Regions from separate parts of the Mus musculus genome. Here region 1 is linked to region 2. Evidence: chromatin contacts called from public HiChIP or PLAC-seq data. All regions are on one chromosome and are shown on one strand. Each heading gives the region's core, a stretch centred on a gene start, on an enhancer-like site or on the middle of the called end of the contact. The rest is flanking DNA. Distances are from core to core; before and after follow the strand shown.

Region 1 (6,285 bases), core at 3,303-5,802, 220 kb after region 2:
GTTTATCAATCATACCCAGCAGTTTGTTTTGTTGAGGCAGGGGTCTCCTTATGTAGCCCTAGCTGGCCTGGAACTTAATATGTAAACCAGACTGGCATCAAACTGACAAAGATCCATTTGCCTTTTTCCTGAATGCTGAGATTAAAGGTGTGTACCACCAGGCCAGATCCAACAATACAGTGTCAATGTTATTTTTTAAGTATTTAAATACTTGGCTTTTACAAAATTTTCTGAGAAGGGCAGGAGAGATGGTTTGGTGTTTAAACAAACACCTGGCTATTTTTCCAGCCAACCCAAGTTGTCACATGGCAGCTCACAACCATTTTTTAAAAAACTCCAGTCCTGGGGGATCCACTGCCCTCTTCAGAGGATCAATACCCTCTCTTCTGACCTCCAAGGGCACCAAGCATATACATGATGCAGACATATATGCAAGTGATATGCCCATACACATTAAGAAAGAAAAAAAATTATCTGAGAAGCAGCGAGGATTCTTGCATCTCTGAACAAATGTTAACAAGTAGAAAACAAAAATAAATTTGGCAGTTTAATCAAGAATGACTTAAAACTTTGTTCAAAATGATAATATAGTAACTGATAAACTTCTTAAAGTCTTAACTAAATATTTCCATTTGTAGACCAAACATCCCAAGATCTCTAAGAATTTAGAAATAATACACACTTGGATAAGAACTCAACTGTAAATTTTAGCTTCATGACCAAAATTTTAGTTATAAAGGCTGATACCTACCAAATGCTAGGATTGAAGCCATGCACCACCACACCACCAGGGCAAGCACTCTACAAATTATATATCCAGCCCAGGGAAATTATTTTTCTAATAAATCAAGAAAAATAAAAGGGCTGGGCAGTGGTGGTGCGCACCTTTAATCCCAGCACTCCGGAGGCAGAGGCAGGCAGATTTCTGAGTTCAAGATCTGGACTGAGCTCTGGGGTCCCCAATGAAGGAGTTGAAGAAGGGACTGAAGGAGCTGAGGGGGTTTGTAGCCCCATGGAGGGAGCAACAGTGTCAACAGGCCAGACTCCTCCAAGGTCCCAGGGACTGCACCACCAACCAAAGAGTACAACCAAGAGCAACTCATGGTCCCGGCCACATATGTGGGAGAAGATGGCTTTGTTGGATACCAGTTAGGCTCTTGGGCCTGAGGGTGTACGATGCCCCAGTGTAGGAAAATGCCATTGTGGGAGGATGGGAGTGAGAGTGGGGGGTGAGGAGCACCCTCAGAGGCAAGGGGAGAGGGATGGTATAGGGGGTTCCCAGAAAGGGAGACCTGGAAAGGGAAAAACATTTGAAATGTAAATAAAGAAAATATCCAATCAAAAAACTAACCAAACAAACAAAAAACAAAAAACAAATGGATATAAGAAGAGTAGGCTCACAGCCTGACTGACAAAGTAACAGTTGCTTTAAACAAGAAAAAAATACATCCAGCTTCATTCTCTTCTTCTCATCTTGCAGGGGTCCTGATCCTACCTGTTCCCAGCCAATACCCTACCATAAGGAACCCTCCCAAGAGCCCTCCTTTTCCTGGGATGACGTCCATAGAACTTGAACCTGGAATGAGGCTTCGAATGAGAGGCCACATACCAAAAATATCCATTACTCCAATGGTGAGACCTCCCAGTAACCCCATGATAGTGCCCAATCAGACTGGGATGACTTAGCTAGCTAGACAGGCAAAAACAGTTTTGTTTCTATTTCATTGGAGATTGCAGTGCTGCACCTGACCTGAATGCTCTCTAATGCCTAGAAGCAAGAGAGACTCAAGTAGCTGGGCGTGGTGGCGCAGGCCTTTAATCCCAGCACTCGGGAGGCAGAGGCAGGAGGATTTCTGAGTTCGAGACCAGCCTGGTCTACAGTTCCAGGCCAGCCAGGGCTACACAGAGGAAACCCTGTCTCGAAAAACCAAAAAGAAAAAAAAAAAAGAAAGACTCAAGTAATGCAAACCCAAATGCTAAGTCATGAAATTTACTCATACCTATTTTCCTTTAAAACACTAAAACTAGTTCTAACAAAATTAACAATTCCACTGCCTAGTACAGAGAATATCAGAAGTGTTGGTAAGGATATTGAAGATACTGAAGCCAGGCATTAAGCACTCATAATTCTAGCACCAAGGAGGGCAAAGCAAGAAATTATGAGTTCAAGGTCAGCTTGGGCTACATAAAGAGCTACTGTTTTAAAAGCAAAACAAATATTTAATGACAAAATCTTTCTACTTTGAAGGCAAAACTTTAGTTACATGAAGTTACTGAAAGTAAAGGAATATCCTGTTTCCACAAAATAATCTCACAATGACTGTCAGAAATATTTCTCTTTAAACACTTAAGCCTGACAGAGTATTTTCAACAATAACCAATATCTATAATATCTAAAAATTTATAAGCACATTAAATTAGTAAAATAAACCTTCTATCATCTAAATGTAAACATTGCCTAAAAGGCTATTTAAATGGAGATTTGTTTCAGGAAGAAGTATAACATGTGTGACCTTAAAAATAATTGCTAAATGGAATAAGATTTAGAATTCCAGTAGATTCAAACTGATTTCTTCCACAAAGTACTTTCTAGTAGAAAGAACAAGAACTAAGATATAAGATCTCATTATGTACCCCGGCTAGCCTGGAATTCAGAGATCTACCTGTCTCTGCCTCCCTAGTGCTGGGATTATAGGCAGTGCCAGCAAACCCTGAGCATGTCAGTGGTCTTAAACAAGCGGTTAAACCTGAATTTGTTTCCTCAAATATAAAAGTCAAAAAACTATACTATCTGCCCTGTAGTGCAGCTGTGAAGTTACAAATAATTTATACAGTGGTGTTAGGCAAGCAAGTAACTGTCAGTAATTTTTAATTACCTTTCCTCAGTAATTATAAAGAATTCACCTTGCAAGCACTCTTAAATATAAAGCCTAAAGTACTACATGTGTGTAGAGTATTTAAACTTTTGTTTAAAAATAAAAAACAAAATACTAAAACAATAATTCAAAACTTTCTGTATAACAGAATTTACTTAAAATCTTGCTATTTTAAATGAGCTGGTCAGATGGCTCAGTGGTAAAAGTACCTGACAACCCAAAGTTCCACCTCTGGAACCCTTAATGAAAGAAAAGAACTATCCTAAAAGCTGCCCTCTGAAGGACACAGATGCACTGAAGCACATATGCTCCTATACATTTGTGAAAGTCAAGGGACAACTTTCAGGATTCCATTTTCTCCTTCCACTATCTGAGTCCCTGGAATCAAACTCAGGTCAACAGACTTGGTGGCAAGCAGCGTTACTTGCTGAGCCATCTTACAAACTGTCAATTATTTATTTTTATTATTTTAAGTATATATATATGTATATATATATACTTATATATATATATATATATATGTCTTTGTGTGGAATGTTCATAAATAACCTCAAAAGGACAAAATAAAAATGACACTGTATGGGGCTGGAGAGATGGCTCAGAGGTTAAGAGCACCGACTGCTCTTCCAGAGGTCCTGAGTTCAATTCCCAGCAACCACATGGTGGCTCACAACCATCTGTAATGGGATCTGATGCCCTCTTCTGATGTGTCTGAAGATAGCAACAGTATATTCATATACATATAAATAAAATAAATCTTTTTTAAAAAAAAAGACACTGTATAATCATACCTAATATTTATGGACCAAGTTTGAGCTACTTTGTTTGAGGCAGAGTCTCACTCTAGCCCAGGCTAGACTCTTTTTTTTGTTGTTGTTTTTTGTTTGTTTTTTTCGTTTTTTCGAGACAGGGTTTCTCTACATAGCCCTGGTTGTCCTGGAACTCACTCTGTAGACCAGGCTGGCCTCGAACTCAGAAATCTGCCTGCCTCTGCCTCCCAAGTGCTGGGATTAAAGGCGCAGGCTGGACTCTTAACTCACAGCAATCTTCCTGCCTCAGCCTCCCAAGTGCTGGAAATTACAGGTATTAGCTACCACACCTGGCTAAAGCAGGTTTTCTTTATACTGGCTGTACAAATACAATAATTAACATAGAATTTGGCCAAGGCAAGGAGAATCACGTAGCAGAGAAATGAATACTGGCAACCTAGGCTTTGTTTTTGTTTTTGAGACAGGGTTTTGACCAGGCAGGCCTTGAACTCAGAGGTCTGTCTACCTTCCTCTATATCTAGAATTAAAGGCGTTTGAAACCACTGTCCTGCTGGCAACCTAGTTTTAATTTTGTTCACTTGACAATTTGGCCTCTTCAAACCAAAACTAAGATCATACTAAGCTTCACCTCTTCCTTTCCTTCTTCCTTTTTTTGTGTATTTTGGTTTTTCAAGACAGGGTTTTTCTGGGAACCAAAGCTGTCCTGGAACTCACTCTGCAGACCAGACTCAAACTCAGAGAGATATGCCTGCCTCTGCTGGGATTAAAGGTGTGTGCTGCCACCATCTAGTACCTCATCTATTTCTATAAGACCAGATATTTCCCATGTTTAAAAAATAGCAATTAAGGAGGCTGGTGAGGTGACTCAGCGGGTAAGAGGACTGACTGCGCTTTCAAAGGTCCTGAGGTCAAATCCTAGCAACCACATGGTAGCTGACAAACCACCCAGCCGACCGGAGGGAGCAGAGGTACTAAATTCAATTCCCAACAACCAGATGAAGGTTCACAACTATCTGTACAGCTACAGTGTGTACTCATATACATAAATAAATAAATCTTTTAAAAATAGCAATTAAAATTCAAGTTACTGAAAATATATTAATATAAAAAATAATAAAGCTGAATATGGTGGCATACACCTTTAACCCCAACACAGAGACTGGTAGATCCCTGTGAGTTCCAGCCCAGCCTGTTCTATAAAGGGAGTTCCAGGACAACTAGGGTTATCACAGAGATGCTGTCTCAAAAAAACAAAAACAAAAAAACTGACATACCAAAAATCTACTAAGCAGTAGTGATTATTATTTCAAGTATTTTCAGAAATTATTTCATTTCTTCTGCCATCAGTATTATCTAAAACATTGGTTCTCAATCTTTCCAACACAAGCCTTTAATGTAGTTCCTTATGATAACCAACCATAAAATTATTTTCATTGCTACTTCATAATTGTAATTTTGCTACTGTTATGAATTATAATATAAATATGATATTGAGAACCACTGATCTAAAAGAAAAAAATTAAAGCTACCAGAAATCTCAAATAACACGATTTAAATTCTGAATACAGAAGCCCAGTTGTGGAAGTACCAAAGTATGAATTAGGGTAAATTTCACATGACCAGGATCTTGCACTTGAATTTTTTTAAGCTCTTTTTTTATTTATTTTTTATTTTTTTAATTTTTTAAATATTTATTTACTTACTATATGTAAGTACACTGTAGCTGTCTTCAGACACTCCAGAAGAGAGCATCAGATTTTGTTACAGATGGTTGTGAGCCACCATGTGGTTGCTGGGATTTGAACTCAGGACCTTTGGAAGAGCAGTCTGCGCTCTTAACCGCTGAGCCATCTCACCTGCCCGCACTTGAATTTTTAATGTGAACAAATGAAATCAGTCACCAGGTTAACATTATAGCCTCACTTGTCTTTTATATAATATAATCTCTTTCCAAGTTCATAGACTAGGAATAACTATGTTAATCTGGGTCAGAATAAAAGGAAAATACAGAAAAATGACAAATTTAAATTCTTGAGACTGTGAAAAAGAACCATTTTAAGAAGTCAACTAATTACAATTCTCTAGAACAGTTATTTCCTACAACATTAAGTATGTATTTTAGGGATTGTTTTGTTTAGAACAGTGTATCTGTAATTCTGTAGCCAGGCTAATCCTAAACTTGTATTAGACCTTACTATTTCAGCCTCCTAAAAAATATATTGCTTGCATTCAAATCCAGGCTCTGCTAAATGATTGCAGCTAGGATTACAGGTTTGCACCACCATGCCAAGTTAACATACATCTTAAATCCAATCTTACCTAGCAAAAATCATATTGTTTCTAATTGTTTCTGAGTTTGAGCAGCCTAAGCTATACAGTGAGTTCTAGGTCAGCCTCAGGCACAAAGTAAGCCCTTATCTCAAAATTAAAAACCAAAACAATCAAATGATTCAGTTCAATGAGTTAAAGCTAGCAAAAAGAATAAATTGCCAGGCAGTGGTGGCCCATTGCCTTTTAATCTCAGCACTTGGGAGGCAGAGGCAGGCGGACTTCTGAGTTCGAGGCCAGCCTGGTCTACAGAGTGAGTTCCAGGACAGCCAAGGCTACACAGAGAAACCCTGTCTCAAAAAAAAAAAAAA
Region 2 (6,556 bases), core at 2,136-4,635:
ACAAAAAACAAAAACAACTTTTATTTTAAAGGAGCTTCCCATTTAAATTATTATTTTTGTTTGTTTTTATTGTTGTTTCTGCTGCTGTGTTTCCAGACAGGGTTTCTGTGTGTAGCCTTAATTGCTGTGGACTCACTCTGTAGTCTGGTCTTGAACTCAGAGATCCACCTGCCTCTGCCTCCAAAGTGCTGAGATTAAAAGGATGTGCTACCACCATCTGGCCCTATTTTAATTATTTTATATAACTATTTTTCAAAGTGTGATTACAGAGTCTTTCAAATAAACAATACCATCTAGAAGCCTTCAGTTCCAATACTCAAAAGGTGGAGACAGGAGGATCACTGTGAGTTCTAAGCCAAGCAGAATTACATGGTAAGATTCTGTCTCAGAAACAAACAAAAATATCCAAGATGCAATACATTAAGGTTGCAATATTTGCTTTGTCCTATTTTTTAAAAAGGGTCTCAAGTATTCCAGGTTAACCTTCAGCTCACTACATAGCTGAAGTTGAACTTAAACTTAAGATCAGGGACTGAAGAAATAGATGGCTCAGCAGTTAAAAGCACATGTTGCTCTTGCAGAGGACATAGGTCCAGTTTCCAGTACCACATGGTGGCTCACAACCATCCCTAGCTACAGTTCCAGGAGATCTGACACCTTTTGCTGATTTCTGCAGGCACTAGGCATACACATAGTATATGTTCATAAGCACATGCAAAATATTCAAACACGTAAATCAGATCCTAATTTACACATCCGCTCTGAGTCCTGCTTCCCCAAGGTAAGAGTGGAAACTCACAAATTCCTACATAGCCTTGTAGCTACAGCACAGGAGGATCCAGACTACCAGTTAAACAAAAGCATAGAAGACAAGTGTGGACCTGGGTGACATGAAGAAAGAGGCTCTGTCTTCTTTAGCCAGAACAGATGCTGCAGAGGGGTGGGGCTGCAGGAGATTTCAACTGCTCTGGGCTCACAGTAGTGCAAGTTTCTTATTAGTATTACAGAAGCAAGCCTGAAGTCAAGTGGTCCAGCCCTACCAGCAATTTTTTGGACCACTAAATTTCTATTTCATAAACCCTATCCTATTATTCTGGAAAGAGAAATAGATTTGTTCTACCTAGTTCCAGACTGAATTCAGATCCTAAGCTATACATGTATCAAGTATTACACAAAAGCAAGCTACTTCAAACATTTCTTAATGATGAAAAGTTTCTACAAAAAACAATTACTTTTAAACAGAACAAACAGCTAATCAATGTAAATTTAATACTTATACTACATGATTTGTAAGGGGTACTATGAAGGAATATGAAAAAGAGATTCTATAAGGTTCCTCCCACCTATCACATTTACAATTCTAAACAAGTATTATAGTTCACTCAATAGCATTCAAATATTTATTGAATTCCAAGTGACTAATTCTGTATTTTATCTTGTAATGACATACAAATGTACAGATTTAATCTTAGTCTTCACTATGTTTTTTATTATGTGACAAATTTACATTCATTACATGAAGAAAAAGTATTAACAAAATAATGTTAATCAATAATCCTACACTGAGGAAACACACTCAAATAGATCTTTCTGAGTTTCTGAGTCAATATTAACTTTACAAGAGAGACCAAAGTGAAACGACAATAACAAAGAACTGGTACTTACTAAACAAAATCCCCAGTTCTAAATTCTCCCTGAGACTTAATTTATTTAACCCCTACATCCTTCTCATGATCGAGCATTATCTTCATCGTACAGATCAGAGATCTCTCTACATTCCTTGGATCAGTATCTCTAAGCTTACTGAATCCACAGTCTGTGCTTTAAAACAGTGCTATAATTAAGCTATACTACTTCCAGGATAAACACACACACACACACACACACACACACACACACACACACACACACGTTATATGTTCCCTGTAATGCATAGTGAACATCTTCCTATTTCACACCCCCATTTCTCTGCCTCCAACTTTCAGATCAAGATGTAAGTTCTCAGCTACTGCTCTAGCATCATGCCTGCTTGCCTGATGCCATGTTTCCTGAAAAGATGGTCATAGATTCTAAGCCTGCCCAGTAAGCTCCAAATTAAATGCTTTATTTTATAAGTTCTCTTGGTCATGATCTTTCTTCATAACAATAGAAAAGACAGAAGAAAAAGAATGAGAGGGCAGGTATGGTGACACAAGCCTTTATTCCCAACACTCAGGAGGCAGATGCTGGTAGAACTCCAAGACAACTAGGGATATATAGAGATATCCTGTCTCAATAGCTGGAATGTAAATAAATAAAATAATTTTAAAATAAATAAATAATGTAAATTGTAAACAAGAAAAATGAGAAGAGGCAGTGGTGGCAGCAGCAACAGCAGCAATCACTCACTGGTCCAACTTTAAAGTCTGGCAAATCCTCATGCATTCGTGTTGTAACTGATCAAATATAAAATTCAATACTAGACATGACAGGTTCAATGACTATAATTAAGTCTCTGTGATATTAAATTTCTGTCATGGCTGGGCATAGTAGTATACACCTGTATCCCAGAATTCAGAAAGTTTAGGCAAGAAGACTGTAGAAGGCGGCCACCCTAAAGCGCACAACAAGATTATCTCCACACACACCCAAAAAAAAAAAATCTCAGTACAATTATGTATATTCATTCAGTGCCCGGAACAAACATTGCAGTACAACACACTATAAATTCCTGATTATGTGAAATTCAGATTTTAAAAACCTGTTTTGTAATACATATGCCACTAAAAATACTTAGTTTAGAACATCAACTGAAAACTATATGCTAAATGTCCTGCAAGAAGGCTCAGTGGGCAGACACCTGTTCCCAAGCTGGCAACTTGAGTTCAATCCCAGGCCCTCACCGTGGAGGGAGCTGTCCTTTACTGTCCACACCCACACTCTGGCATGTGCACATGCAAAAACACACACACTACAAGTGTAATAAACAGTCCTTAAAACACATTCTGGAGCTGGAGACACAGTGCTGCACTTAGAGCATGTACTGCTCCTGCCCAGAACCAAACTGGGTCAGTTCCCAACACCCAAGGTAGGTGACTCCCAACCACCAATACTTCCAGCTCCAGGGGGATCTGACACCTATGGCCACCACAGACACCTGCACTCATGTGCATATACCTACACACAGACATATATACAAATAATTAAAAGTAAATAGTCTTGGAAGAGTAAAATTTAGCTTTAGTCGGTATGATTAAGATGTTTAACTTTATGAAACTACAATTTCTCTGATAAAAGAACACTTGGCATAAGGAGCCACACTTTGTAACCACTTCCTACTATAGTGCCAGTAGCCAGTACATCCAAATTAGAGTTCCTCTGAAGCCAATGAGTGGGCAGAGCACAACTAGAGCCAAAATGGGAACTCATGGGATTTTTTTCTCTGGGAAAAAAAAAAAATCACAGCAGAGGAGGAAGGAGCATGAGGAAGCCATCTGTCACAAGAACTGTAGCATGCTACCTCAATCTAAGCAATCAAGTTTTAGGTTTTAATTGTGCTTGTGTGTTGTAATGGCCAGTAGTTTTCAAATTTATTCATGTTAAATTATGAATGGAATGAACAAGAGGAAAAACAACAACAATATAACCCTAACTATTGAAAAGAGCAATTCCTAGAAGCAAAGAGTAGGTGAGGGAGAGAAAGGATGGAGGAGGGAGAGAGAAAACACTCAGTTGAGCCCGATGACTCAATGAACCTGAAATGTAAAGTGTGAGGCCTAAAAAAACCTTAATTAGTTAATTAATTAATAATAAAATTATAAAAAAATTAGAAATCTGCCAATACTAACAAATTCAACTTCTCATCTTCTCATCAGTTTTCTATATACATTGTGGTTCAAGCCTGTAAGGAAGTTCTAAATTTTTCAAAATTGTTCAATAAATCAACTTCTCGAAGAAGAAGGTAAAAACTGAAGCCACAAATCAAAAACTCCAACACTGTTCACCACTCTCTCAATAGCCCCTAAGTCCTTCTTTAGGTTTTCAACTTTAAAAAGGTAAAACCAAACGCTAAAATGAACGTTAATTGCTACGGCTCTTTGGTTTTTGCTCTTTGAGACATGGTCCTGTTATTTATCCCTAACTGGCTGAGCTCTCACTATGAAGCCCAGATTAGCCTTACACCTGCAGCAGTCTTCTTTCCAAGTACCCTACCCCTGCCCTAACTCCTATCACTTTTAAATCTCAAAGTACAGTACACTTTAATATAGAAAAGGCTATTAGACTTCTATTTTTTTTCTATTTCTATTTCTTTTTTATTCTTTTTTATGTGTCTTAGCATTTTGCCTCCATGTATGAATATGCTCACCATGTGTGCATGGTGCCCATGGTGGTCAGAAGAGAGTGTTAGAAACCCTAGTACTGGAGTTAGGAATAGTGAGGCACTCCATGGGTGCTGAGAACTGAGAACTCTTCCTTTGGAAAAGTAGCAAGTGCTTTTAGCCACTAAAACATTGTGTTGATTTGAATATGCTTAGCCCAGGAAACAGCACTATTAAGAGGTGTGGTCTTGTTAGAGAAGTATATCACTTAGAGGATAGACTTTGAGATCCTCCTCCTAAGCATCTTCTCCTAACAGCCTTCAGATGAAGATGAAGATGTAGAACTGTCAGCTAGCTCCTCCTGCACCATGCCTTCCTAGACACTGCTATGCCTCTGCCTTGATGATAACGGACTGAACCTCTGAACCTGTAAGCCAATCCCAATTAAATGTTGTTCTTATAAGAGTTGTCTTGGTCATGCTGTCTGTTCACAGCAGTAAACCCCTAAGATAGAAATCATCTCTCCAGTCCCCGTAGACTTCTATTTATTTAAGTCAGCAATGTATAAGGTATCTAGAATGCATGAGAGTTGCCTTTAAACACATTATCAAAGCCAAGAACAATAGCATACATGTGCAATCCCAGTACTCTATAAATATTAAGGCAGGAAGATTTCAAGTTCAAAGACCATCCTGGCTCATCCTGGGCTGAGATGCTAAAAAACAAAATAAAAATGGTTTTTAAAAACATTTTTTATAAAATAAGAATCACTATGATTCTAATTTATTTGCAAACATTCTTTCATTCAAGCAGTTTTTGAAATCTGTTCCCTAAAAGCCCCCTCCCCTAAAAGCCTTATTTTCTCAAAGTTAAAAAGGTAGACTCCTAAGATGGCCCGGTGAACGGGAATGTTTGGTGCCAAGCTCAGTTCATGAGCCCAAGAGCCCAGGATAAAAGAGAATTGGCTCCTAAGCTGTCTTCTGACTTCCAAACAAGGGCCATGGCACACACAGACACACACACAGACGTACACACCACAAATTAAATCAGTCAATAAACCAGTAAATAATTAAAGATGAGAAAAGAAAAAAGGAAAATAGAGATTTGTTTGAATAGCTCCATCTAAATATCCAGTTCCTAGTAACCTAATTCGTCTCCTTTAGACTTAGCATACAAAGCACACCTATTCTATGAAAATAAGAATTTTTAATTAAACAGAGTCAAGTTAAAAAATTTATTTTCTGGTTACTTCTGAATATACTGAATATACTTCAATACATTTAGTTTAAGGTAATGACTTGAAAAGTATAAACATAATCATAATCATAAAACAAAGATGTCAACTTATGAGGAGGAGTAGAAGTTACCTTCTGTTGCAGGCTATCTTATCACACTATGAACCCGAGATTATGTTATTTACGTTTAAAGAAGAAGAATAAAAAACCTGTTTCTAGTTGGAGTGTGGCTCAGACCACAGCACACACCCTTAATCCCTCCGGCTGGAATACAAACACGCCTTAGCACACACCTTCAATCCCAAACAATGAAGTTAAGTTAGTTTGTAGAAGGAAGCAGCCATGTTTGAAAATGATGCTTTGACAGAATAGGATACGCCCATCTCTCACAGAGAGAGACAGAGGAAAGAGATGCTTCTTAATAGCAGTGCAGAGAAAGGAGGAAGGAGGCAGTTTTACTGGGACAGTTTTACAGAGACAGGTTGAAGTGAGAATGAGCAAGAAAATGAAAGGGAGCCAGAAGATTAGAACAGACTGCCAGAATTAGTTTGAGGCCAAGCAGAGCAATTCAGGAGAAGGGAGGGGGAGGGAGAAGCCACATTGAATCAGTCAACTTGGAGAGGAATGTGAGCCAGAACAGCTGAGTTGAACCAGCCAGCGAGAGTTCAGAAAGAACTAAGAAGGGGTGAGCTTATTCAGCAGTAAGTCTCAGAGGCTGAAAACAGTCTAGGCCTAGATAAAATTGTATGGAGGTTAGAAGCTTCCAGGACTAGGCCTAGATTAACAGACTGAAGCAATAAGCCTCAGAGACAGCAATTAGTAAGGGAAAATAAAAGTTACTTTTACAGCCGTTTTCCAAATCGATTATTTATTATCCTAATGATATAAAAACTGGTCTTTCATGATTCAGAAATTATATATTTATTGTTCAAAAGTGCAGTAAGTAGAACATCACCAAGTACAACTCAATCAACAAAACTCTGGGGAAAACCCACAGAGTTAAATAAAAACAAAACAAATGTT

Evidence for each region. HiChIP or PLAC-seq counts read pairs in DNA pulled down with a chosen protein or histone mark.
Region 1: a contact with region 2 is called in an H3K4me3 HiChIP or PLAC-seq map of bone marrow-derived macrophages, with 4 times the contacts expected there. The contact joins two enhancer-like sites. A contact is called at or near these places in 3 of 39 promoter capture datasets (embryonic stem cells, hippocampal neurons and pre-B cells), 5 of 484 Hi-C or Micro-C datasets (the Ba/F3 cell line, the G1E-ER4 cell line, the N1E-115 cell line and 2 more), 7 of 115 datasets of contacts at active chromatin or transcription factors (the 230-238 cell line, the SCID.adh cell line, bone marrow-derived macrophages and 3 more) and 1 of 9 other capture datasets (adipose tissue).

Annotation. Positions count from the first base shown.
Region 1 is chr6:120,025,004-120,031,288 of GRCm38.p6, forward strand. The region is part of intron 1 of Wnk1 (WNK lysine deficient protein kinase 1); the gene reads right to left. Among named protein-coding and RNA genes, the nearest start is that of Mir706, 6.2 kb to the right of the region's middle. Within about 2 kb of position 4,553, at least 9 of the 459 cell types and tissues checked have an H3K27ac peak or open chromatin away from gene starts, as enhancers often do. A contact at or near this core is called in bone marrow-derived macrophages, where this site is marked.
Region 2 is chr6:119,805,921-119,812,476 of GRCm38.p6, forward strand. The region is part of intron 3 of Erc1 (ELKS/RAB6-interacting/CAST family member 1); the gene reads right to left. Among named protein-coding and RNA genes, the nearest start is that of Erc1, 39 kb to the right of the region's middle. Within about 2 kb of position 3,386, at least 13 of the 459 cell types and tissues checked have an H3K27ac peak or open chromatin away from gene starts, as enhancers often do. A contact at or near this core is called in bone marrow-derived macrophages, where this site is marked.